2 separate regions of the Mus musculus genome follow, and region 2 is linked to region 1. The links are chromatin contacts, called in public Hi-C maps. All regions are on one chromosome and are shown on one strand. The core of a region is the stretch at or near the end of the contact, and the rest is flanking DNA. Distances in the headings are between cores, read along the strand shown.

Region 1 (5,210 bases), core at 1,833-4,332:
AGGTTCTAAACGCAACAGATGCCTATTGCTGCCCAATCAAACAGCATTGCTCCAAGGGTTGTGACATCTGTGCAAAAGCAGTCTGCATTAGGAGGTATAAGTAAGGTAAAAATGCTAATTAAATCATGACGTCCCTGTTCTTTCCCAGAACACGGAGGAAGAGTGAAAGAGACTTGGTTACTGTCTGAACAGGATCTCCAGGGATTCTGGTCATCATTTTTTCTTTCTTTTAATTTAATTAAAAAATTGATTTGTTTTATGTGTATGAGTGCTTCCCTATAGTACATGATTATGTACTATGTGCATGCCTGGTGTCCACAGAGGTCCAGAGGGAACGGCAAATCCCCTACAAGTGGAGTTACGATGTTCAGGAGCAGGGTGTGTTCTGGGAACCAAACCCAGGTCCTCTGAAAGAGCAAGAAGTGCTCTTAGCCTCCTAGTTGTCTTCACCCCAGTCCCAGAACATTTCCTTTTCAAGGTTATATTCTCTTACTTGCCTATTCACCCTACTCTTCTCTTCCAACACATAAAGATATGACAGAGCTAAGAAAAACAAAAACAAAACAAGGCAGGTATTTGTAAAGAATAGAAAGGTCAATTTTCCCAGATCAAAATGCAGGACAGCCAGACCTCTAGTCCACTGGTGGAAATATTCCCTTGTGGAATTTGACAAACTGCCATGAGTTTACAACTGCCATGACAAACTGCCATAACCCAAATCCAGCAAACACCCATTAATGTTTTGGTCTAATGATGTGTGGTTTCATACCTAAGTTAAAGAAGAACATAAAAGACAATACATTTAAAAGTATGTATGAATGCACTCTACTGAACAAAGCCAAAGTGGAGCCCAGTGGTTCTTAAAGGCTCCTGCAGGAAGCAAATCTTTTGTCCTGTTTGGGCAGGCCAGGGCACTTAATGACATGCAAGAGGCTTAGCTAAGGAGATTAGTGGGCTCTGATTCACACAGCAACCAAACCAAAGGACTTACTTATATGATGCAGCTGTACAGACCCACAGACACACATGCATTAATTATAAGTTAATCACATCAAACCCCTTACTTAGTGTAGAACTAGGAAGAAAAAATAAATTGACACCACAAATAATATCATATCCAAACAATGGATTGCATTAACATGTCTATTTCTAGTTTATATTAGTTTTCCAATTGAATGGTATATGACAAGGATATATTAAAATTGATAACACTGTAGAAACCCATAGATAAACAAGAAAGAAAATATGTTGCTAGCACACAGGTGATATTACAGTACCTAGGAAAATGAGAGATTGAAAGCAAACTGAATCTTTTATTTCTTTTCCTGAATAGAAGTGGCGGTCACAGGACTGAGGCCACCTCATATAGAAGAGTTAGGATGACCCTGGCTCCAGAACCATACTGTTTGGAAAGGTGACTTCTCCTGCTCAACTAGCAACTGTATGGTGCAGTAGGGCCTCAGGTTTCCCAACCCCGGCCTAGGCCTCAAGTTGATAATATATTTTTAAGGGCTTTGCCTATGAATTGAACAGAGCTATATAAGAGGTTCCTGATACTAGGTAAACACTGTAGTAAGGTGAGAACAAAGCAAGAAAGATCTCTCATTGGTATCAGGCTAAGCCTTCATAGACAGCGAGGCTGTCCTACCAGGGCAGTAAGCTATGGACACATAGATTTCCCTAGAGAGCATGTGCTTTAAGATGAATGATCACGCGTGGTAGCACGACACTTATTTTCAAGGCTCACATTTAATCTTCAAGAAAGCACTTCCAATTTGGATGCATTAAAGTGATGGGGATGATAATGAAGGTAAGTTGGGTGGCAACAGAGATGGAGAAGGTAGAAGTCCAACGCAGCTGTTGGTCTAGATGGGAAAAGTGGAATCTGGGCAGTTCCATGGTCACTAAACAAGTCCCTGGTAGAGAACAGGTGGGACTTCCCTTCTCACGTGGTCCAAGTGGCCATTATCATCATAGCTTATCTATCTGTAAGGTGCACTATCACTAGACTCTAGACATGAATAAAGGAAGTGGTAGTAAAGTTCACTTCTCCCCAGCCCCTAACTGCCCAAATCGCCAAGCAGAATCTCCCAGGATGGCTACAGTGGTTATGTATGTGTGTGCCCTATTCAAGACAATGGTGTTCCTTAAGGGACATTGTGAGAAATTCTGTTGATGAGGCAGGTTGGCTATGGGTTGGTAAATGGGGCCACTCAGCTCTGGCACTCAGGCAATCCATAGCAGACTGCCATCCATGCAAATGCTGCAGTTTCTTTCATTTATTTTATTTAAAAAAAATCAAATCTGCTATCACATACTTTAGAAAAATGACAAACTTTCTGTCAAATATAAAAACTCATAGGATATTAGCCTTTATATATATATATATATATATATATATATATATATATATATATATAAACATGCCTATATATATATATATATATATATATATATATATATATATACATGCCTATATGGGTATGTGAAAAGTCTAAAGGACTCATTAAACTCACAATTCACCTGTGTATATATTTGTACATATATGCTTATGCAAATTTGTAAAAATACGTGCAGATAAATATATGTAGCTACCTCTTCACGAATATGGGCATGCACATGTATATAGCAGAGATTTGCTCAATGAGTGTGCCAAATTTGAACTAACCCTTTGAATACCTATATTTCTATGATAGATAAGGGTCAGTTTCAATCCCAAGTTGGTGGACACTCTATAACATCTAGGATAGATCTAGGCAGGAAGCACAAATGTAAGAATAAAAAACAAGTCAAGGCAATAGGAACTGATGTTACTTCTGTACACATAACTTTCACCTGAAATTCTGAGCTATAGAATTTCTGTCAACAGTTTCAGCGATTTCTATGGATTAAAGTTACATAGCAAATTCTTACACAAGGTATTCTTGTCTTTAAAAAACCAGGGAAATAAAAACTTAAATCATAACCTCAAATCAACCCAGCAAGCCCTCTCCCCTCCCCAGAGTGCCTCTAGCCAAACTCTTCTTTGAGGTCTGACAGACATATCACTTCCGTGCACCCTCCCATCTGGAGCCATGCAGAGTGCAGCCTGTGAGCTCACAGTACCTTGACAGCTCAGGGAAGGCTCAGACTGCGTTTTGGTCAGAAGAACTGGAAAAGGCAGGCAACGAGAAAATGAGAACAACTTGGAGGTCTACAGCAGCCCAAACCAAAGATCTAACTAACTACTCCCTCAGCCTCAAGTGTGAGGTTACACCACCCGCAAAAGAGACAAGGGCATACGCAGAGCTGGCCTGTACCTCCAGGCCTGGTCTCTTAGTCCCAGCAACAGGCTGCTATGCTCGCTGTGAGCACAGAGGGCAGCAGAGCCTTGGAATTCTTCAAGCTGCGCCTTCGGTGTTCAGACAGTGGAGGCATTTGGCCAACAGCACAGTAACCTCTAGCTGCCATCTCCCCTTTCTCCATCAACTGCAGAGATGAGGAAAAGGCTAAGTCCTGCCCCCTAGCCTCTTTCAAGGGCACCCCACACGCACCCTAGCAGTTCTGCTGATCATCTTCAGAAGAGAAAAGGGTTCCCAAGGACACCCTCTGGAAGATTCTCCTCTCTTAGATATTTGGTAGTCAGCAGGATAAGTACAGACATGGAGCAGGATGGTTGGTAACCAAGGTCACCAAAAGAGGCATGTTACAGGTAAAAGGCATACAGTTGGCCTTGGGGCCTGCCGACCACAGGGCAGGGAAATAGGCTGTCATGGCAGTGAGTAGTATACTCAGGGTCTTTGGAGTAGCTAGTTCACGTAAAGAGCTGAAATGCTAATTGGCCTCACTTTGTGCCAGTAGATTGTAAGAGCTATGCTGAGTCGTAGCCCTGCTGAAGGCTTCAGCTTCCATGTCTCTGATAACTGGGAGCAGTGGGGCTTCTCCTTAACAGAGGGTCAGCTTGTATGGCTTCTCCAGGATGCATTTGGACTTCTGTTCTTCTGTTGTCCAAGCGTGGTATGTAACAGAGGCCTCAGTGTGCAAGCCTTTCACTCAGATTCCTTAACGTGGGACAGTTTTTGTTTCTTTTTCTCTAAAATATTCTGTAATCCAAATTTAAACATAACCAAACACACTCGGAGCCGCTGGGCCTGTGCCACTGATGCTGAGAGCACTGTCGGTGTTTTTAAGAGCTACTGGTTGGGAGATCAAGCATGAGGCTCTGAACTCAATCTCAAGTACCACAGCATCGGCAGCAATGAACTTGATGCAATATTCTCTCAGATCCTCTTTTAAGGAGGCTCTTCCATCTACCTTACACTTCCTTTCTTCCATGTCAGGTGAGAGGGTGAATACAGATTCCCCAGGGAAGACGTGGGCTGAGAAAGGTAAAGTGTGGACTGGACTATAAGAGACGCCGTGACCACTGTTCTCACAATATATTTGTTAAGAAGGAAAAACACATTTTTAGAAGAAATTATCTAAAAACCTGTATCTTAAAGGCTATAAAAGAACATATAAAAGACCGACTGGATATTTTTTAAAGTCAGCTGATCTGGAGAGTAATAACAAATGACATAGCAGTCATGTTAGTCTGCCCGATCTTGGAAGGGTCCCTGCATGGCTGCTCTAAGTTCATGATAGCACAGCTATGTCACAAGGGCAGAGTTCCACAGCACATCTGAAAGTCCATCTTAAAACTACAAAATCGAGGACTATAAATTATGTTTTTGTCTGATTATTAACTAAAAATTGAAACCACTATGCCAATCAGAAAAATCTAAATAAAAAATACACTGCCCTGTAGCACCATTTCTCAGGGGCCACCACTCAAGGTGCTACTAATGACTGTCCAGGAAAGCCCCACAGGCACACACACCATAGGTACAGCACTAGCAGGAAGCACCATTTCTCAGGGGCCACCACTCAAGGTGCTACTAATGACTGTCCAGGAAAGCCCCACAGGCACACACACCATAGGTACAGCACTAGCAGGAAGCACCATTTCTCAGGGGCCACCACTCAAGGGTGCTACTAATGATTGTCCAGGAAAGCCCCACAGGCACACACACCATAGCTACAGCACTAGCAGGAAACTAGTGTAGAATTTGTCTGCAGGACTCATCTCCAGAATTGGGAGCTTTCAGAGGGCGGTCAATGTGCTTCTGGCAAGTGATCCTAGATTCACGCAGTGGCTAAACCCTGGGAGCAAGGACAACTGAAACAAAGCT
Region 2 (5,210 bases), core at 1,955-4,454, 160 kb after region 1:
GTAAAAGACCAACAGCAATTAAGGCCCAAACAGAACATTCTGGATTGACATTTCTTTCTGCTAACAATAGTGAAATAGAGACCCCATGGAATTCTCAGGAGTAATGTAGTGCCATATTGGCCTCAAATACTTTTTGAACTCAGATACTTATGCAAAAAAAAACCTGAAATATAATTATTTTCCTCATCTTTTATATTGATGCAACAAGAAAAGTTGTTCTGCATCTAATAGTAATCTTTGATTCCTAATGACATCACAGGATACAATTAATCATGTAAGAGTAGAAATATGCAATACCATTCTGCCTCTAACTGCATCTAATGGCAATCTCTGATCCTCACCTATGTGAGAGGATATGATCAGTTATGTAAGAATAGAAGTCTTTAGTACCATTCATGTCTGTTGGGATGTGTTTACTTTTGTTGTTGTAGATCATCCTAATTTGCTTTCTGTTGCTGGGATAAATGTCATAACCTAAACCAACTTGAAAATGTTTTTATTTCAGGTTACCAGTTAGAGTTACTCCTTGAGGGAAGGCAGAGTATGAGCTCAAAACTGGAAGCTGAGGCAGGAACTGAAGCGGAGATCACAGAGGAACTGTTTTGCTTTCTCTGATTTGCTCAGCTACCCTTCTTATACAGCCCAGGTCCACCTGCCCATAGATGATCCTGCCCATACTGGGATGGGCTCTTCTACATCAACAAGAAATTAAGAAAATGCCCTACAGATGTATTCACAAGCCTGGCTGATGGAAACCACCCTTTCACTGAAGTTCTTTCCTCTCAAGTTGTAAAGTTTGTATCAAGTTGATAAAAACTATGGCAGAAATTGGCTGTGGGGCTTCAGATACGCTATTTACTTGCTAAGCTAAGCTAAACACGTGCTGACATAGACCCTAGTTCCTGTCCAAAAAATCCTGAATCACACAAAGTTGGATTTAATGACTGGATCCCAGAAAATGTCAGGTTGACAGATATTATTCAATACTACTGCAGACATACGCCTTCAGCAATGTGTAGGGGCTCAGAAATTAGGGGAAATGACTCTTCCTTCAACATATCTATTTAGAGAAAGATACGGGAAAGAGAGATGGAGAGAGAGAGAAATAAAGACTTCCATACTCAAAGAGACCATTAGGAATCATTATCAGCTAGCTCTATCATGGGGCTTACTTGAGGAATAAATACAAAAGTAAAGGCATTCAGAGACACCAAGCATCCTCTAGATGTTGGATAGTATTAGGGATAATTGATAACTTTGGAATGACTATATGCTTTTTAAAAGTAATATTTGTCCTTTAAAAGAGTATGGTAAAGTGTTTTTAAGATCAGTAACCTGGTGCTAGGGAATTGCTTATTATAATCTGAATCTAAGGGCAGATGAACAGTTTGAGACTGCTAAGATGGGTGACTGCTGTATGGAAACCACTTTCCTTTTTTTTCAGTTCCTCTGTTCTAGAATGTGCATATTCAATGTAAAATAATAATGTTTACCTGATAAGAGAGATACCATGGTCAAGGCATTAGTTTTTAAGGGCCATGCTACTGCCGTTTTGTTGTGCCTGTCCCTGTGGCTTCTTCAAATGTGGGTTATTCAACTGCACAACTTATAATAATGGATGATATTATCTGTACAGAAAATAAAATAATAACAGTCAAATAACAAGCTATAAAGAACAAAGGTGTCTGGGGATACCTCAACAGCCTAACAGAACAGAGCCTGTAGTTTGACATTGACGACAACCAATGTAACAAGTGGGATGTCTGCAATCTATCCAATGATGAGTGACTGGACACTTATGACTAATATTCAGAGGAGGATTTACATGACCTTGCACTTACAAATTTGAAAATCATTGATCGCTGGACTTTGGGTGCCAGGCGTACCGTGAGACAGAATGCTTGCCTTGCTCCATCTCCTCCAAGGACACACTGAAGCTCTCCTGCTCTCCTGTTGTTTCCTGCACAAGCTCACTTCTTCGCTACTTATTAATATACTTCCTACGTTGACAGCTGTCACTTCCTGGAACTGCATACCCTCATTTCTCCAACTCACTGCTCTCCGTTTCTAAGCTTAGTATGTGTGCCTACTAAACTGACCAATTAAAATAGACTGATGTCTGAATGGAACCCACTGAAAAATGTGCCTAATCTATGCTGGCAGAGAAATACTTGCCTGTGTTTTATGATGAGGCAATCCATCACCAGAAACACATTTCTAAAAGCAGAGGTGCTTAAAACACTTTCAGATTACAGAAATGGAGACATGCTTTTAGGTTGCAGTAGCCAGTCACTGTGGTATCAAGTCCTGTCTGATGTATTAATGAGGCCACTTGGGCTGGGTGAAGCCTCCCCTGGGCTGAGGGAAGAGCAACTACTCATGTCTGTTGTGGGCACACAGAACATACAGCCCCTGTTTTCATCTGCCCATCAAATAAGTCTACAGATGCCTAAAACAGCATCTCAATAGGAGAGGCATCATTGGTCTATGACGGTGTCAAAACTGAAGAATATCTGTGTATGTAATTTGTCTAGTATGTGCAAGGCCCTGGTGCAATGCCTAGTAATACACACACACACACACACACACACACACACACACACACACACACAAACAGAGGGAGAGGGGGAGGGAGAGGGAGAGGGAGAGGGAAATTAGCTTTAAAATCTCAGCTATCCCCTTTATTAAATATGTGAACCCTAGCCAAGTTCAGAGAAACAAAAATGATGGACAGTCAGAGAGACACTGAACAGGGGAAGAAAATGGAAAGGGATGTTGGGAGTTAGCAGCCAGAGGGAGGGACACAAGGGCTATAAAGTTTACAAAGAGCCTAAAGCTGGAGCAGAGACTGCTGAGATTATGTGGGAGGCCATCTTTGGGGACAAATTTTGTCTGCATTGGCTTGGGTAGGCCTTATCGCAGTGTTAACTACAACCACGCCCAAGCCTTGAGGCCATCAGAATTTGCACCAAGTTCAGAGGGTTTCTGAAAGGCAGCAAGCTATCCTGCGTGAGCAGCACCATGGAAACAGCATGGCTCTGCAGGGGTGGGAGGTGGGAGGTGGGAGGTGGGGGGTGGCTTGTCAGCTGCATGGTTTGCTTGTGTCTGAGCTTGGCTTCCAGGACTGCTTGCTCCAGTGAGGGCAGGGTAGAGAAGGAAGGTGAGCCACGGAGTGGTTGTTCTGGAAGGCTTTAGCCAATCCTCTGAGAGCAGCTAGCAGGGTTTCCTAGGCAGCTCCCTAGACTGCCCAAGCTTGAGCCAGTAAGAAGGCTTGCTGCAGAACCCTTTGGAAACAAATCTGCTTCCATCTAGTGGTAACTGAGACAACATACAGCGGACAGATGGTAAATGATTGCCTAAGCAAGCCTTATTGCTCTCTTCCAAGCCCAAGGGCAAATCACTTTCCAGATCAGAAGCCTGGTCCTGCAAGGAGAGCCATGTGCCTTCTTCGCCTATAAAGTGCGAAAATCTTGAGGGCTCTACAGCTTCTGGGGCTCACTGGATGGTCGAAATAGACACTTCACAGACCTAAAGAGAAGCAAAGTGTCTAGTCTCATGTGTCTCTGAAAACTTGAATCTGTGCAAAGAGCATCTAAATAGGTAGAGAAGAAACACACACACAAATGATCAAATAGATCTCGGACGAGCAACTATTTGGGATTCAGCAGCAAGCGAGGCTTAAATAATATAGTCAAATCTGTTCAGTACACAACGATTTGTTTTCATTTCTCAGTTTTTCATTGCTTTGGGAAAACCAGTATTTCATGCTTGTTTGGCAAAAGGACATAGGAATAATGCTTTATGTTAAGTTACTTTGATTTCCCTAAAGGGAAAGTCTCTCTAAAGGCAGCCAGGAACTTCTGCGCTTCTCATTCTAAGCCCAGAAACAGTGGATCCAACCAAGACTGGGACACAGAGGCAGAGGTTCAGCAAACACTCTTCAGGTTCTCTGCAGAGAGCGCCTGTTGCTCTGCTCCGCCCTTCATCTTTCCCCTTTCTCCAAAGGGACACATTCTGTGCTCCCCGTTTTTTTTTTTCTGTTTCTTAGATTATTTATTTTTCCAACTACCAACAATTATCCATCCTTCTCCATAACTCCCAACAGCCATTTGGAAGTCACTGAATGTTGGAACCCAAAGGACTCTATTTAAGTCTTTATATCAACACAACGAGTCAATCATTGTGAGGAGCCGCCCTCACAGTCGCCGTTACAAGATGGCGCTGACATCCATTGCTCGTAGTAAAAGGTGGGCAGGCGTCAGGGAATCTTTCCATTACCTGAGCCCTGCCTGTCTCGTGGCGTCATCTGGCTGAAGGTGGGCAGCCAATCCCGGTGGTGCACATCTCCAACCGTACTTCCAACAGTACTTCGCAGCCTATATAAGGGAAGTGTTTTCTGCTCTCTGGGTCTCCTCTCCTGAAGCTGATCATCTATCTCTCAAGATGTATTAAAGCTGTACTGCAGAAGGATCCGAGTGGCCTGCGTGCGTTTTGCTGGCGAGACAGTAGCATGGGTCAAATCATCTTTGAGACTTTTGGACAAGAGATACACTAACTGGTTAATGAGTTTTGACTATTGTAACATTATTTTGGATAGTCACAAGTGTCTTAGTCTATTCATTTACCCAATGGCTTGCTCATACACCCATTTCTTCTGTGCAGTGTCACACTGGTCTTTAATTCCCACAGAATACTCAGGTGCTATGCCACATTTCTTAGCTTTTCTGGTCAGAGGTAGTGGACATGTTCTGGCCAATGGGCTGATTAAGTTGTGCTACACCTAACACTGTATTCTCAACATCTGTATTCCTTTGTGTTGGGAATCTTGGTGATTAGTGTTGTGCTGATAAATGTGAGTCTGCATAATCTATGGTGTCTCACAATATTACGTTAGTATGTGTCATCCTCTATTCTATGTGTATGGGGGGGATTATAATACCTGGCTGTCGCAAGCCAACATGAACTGAAACTGGAGATAGAGCTATCAAATCAAAGTTACCTGCATGCAGAGTTACAGCATGGAGCAGCCATGAAAGTCATTTTTGCTAAGAACAGATCCTACATATGTGAAAGCAAATTGTTAAGTACTAAACCTCAGGGATTGTGTTTGTTGCTGAAGCTCAAACAGGGCTTATTGACTATGACCTCAATATTTGCTACAAGATTTGAGATTTTCAGTGTTCTAAATGACTAGAGAACATATCGCTAAT

The links. Hi-C and Micro-C count contacts between places; a contact is called where the count stands out from the background.
Region 2: a Hi-C map of stem cell-derived neural stem cells shows a contact between it and region 1, with 3 times the contacts expected there. The contact joins two enhancer-like sites. A contact is called at or near these places in 6 of 39 promoter capture datasets (Sertoli cells, cancer-associated fibroblasts, embryonic stem cells and 2 more), 6 of 15 datasets of contacts at CTCF or cohesin (embryonic stem cells, hippocampal excitatory neurons, liver and 1 more), 182 of 484 Hi-C or Micro-C datasets (the 4T1 cell line, 8-cell embryo, the AML12 cell line and 80 more), 24 of 115 datasets of contacts at active chromatin or transcription factors (PVALB interneurons, astrocytes, cardiomyocytes and 13 more) and 5 of 9 other capture datasets (adipose tissue, embryonic stem cells, embryonic tail and 2 more).

The regions. Positions count from the first base shown.
Region 1 is chr11:12,370,224-12,375,433 of GRCm38.p6, forward strand. The region is part of intron 4 of Cobl (cordon-bleu WH2 repeat); the gene reads right to left. Among named protein-coding and RNA genes, the nearest start is that of Gm30596, 12 kb to the right of the region's middle. Within about 2 kb of position 3,083, at least 113 of the 459 cell types and tissues checked have an H3K27ac peak or open chromatin away from gene starts, as enhancers often do. A contact at or near this core is called in Sertoli cells, cerebral cortex, craniofacial prominence and 4 more, where this site is marked.
Region 2 is chr11:12,529,292-12,534,501 of GRCm38.p6, forward strand. No RefSeq gene overlaps it. Among named protein-coding and RNA genes, the nearest start is that of Cobl, 67 kb to the left of the region's middle. Within about 2 kb of position 3,205, at least 73 of the 459 cell types and tissues checked have an H3K27ac peak or open chromatin away from gene starts, as enhancers often do. A contact at or near this core is called in Sertoli cells, cerebral cortex, craniofacial prominence and 4 more, where this site is marked.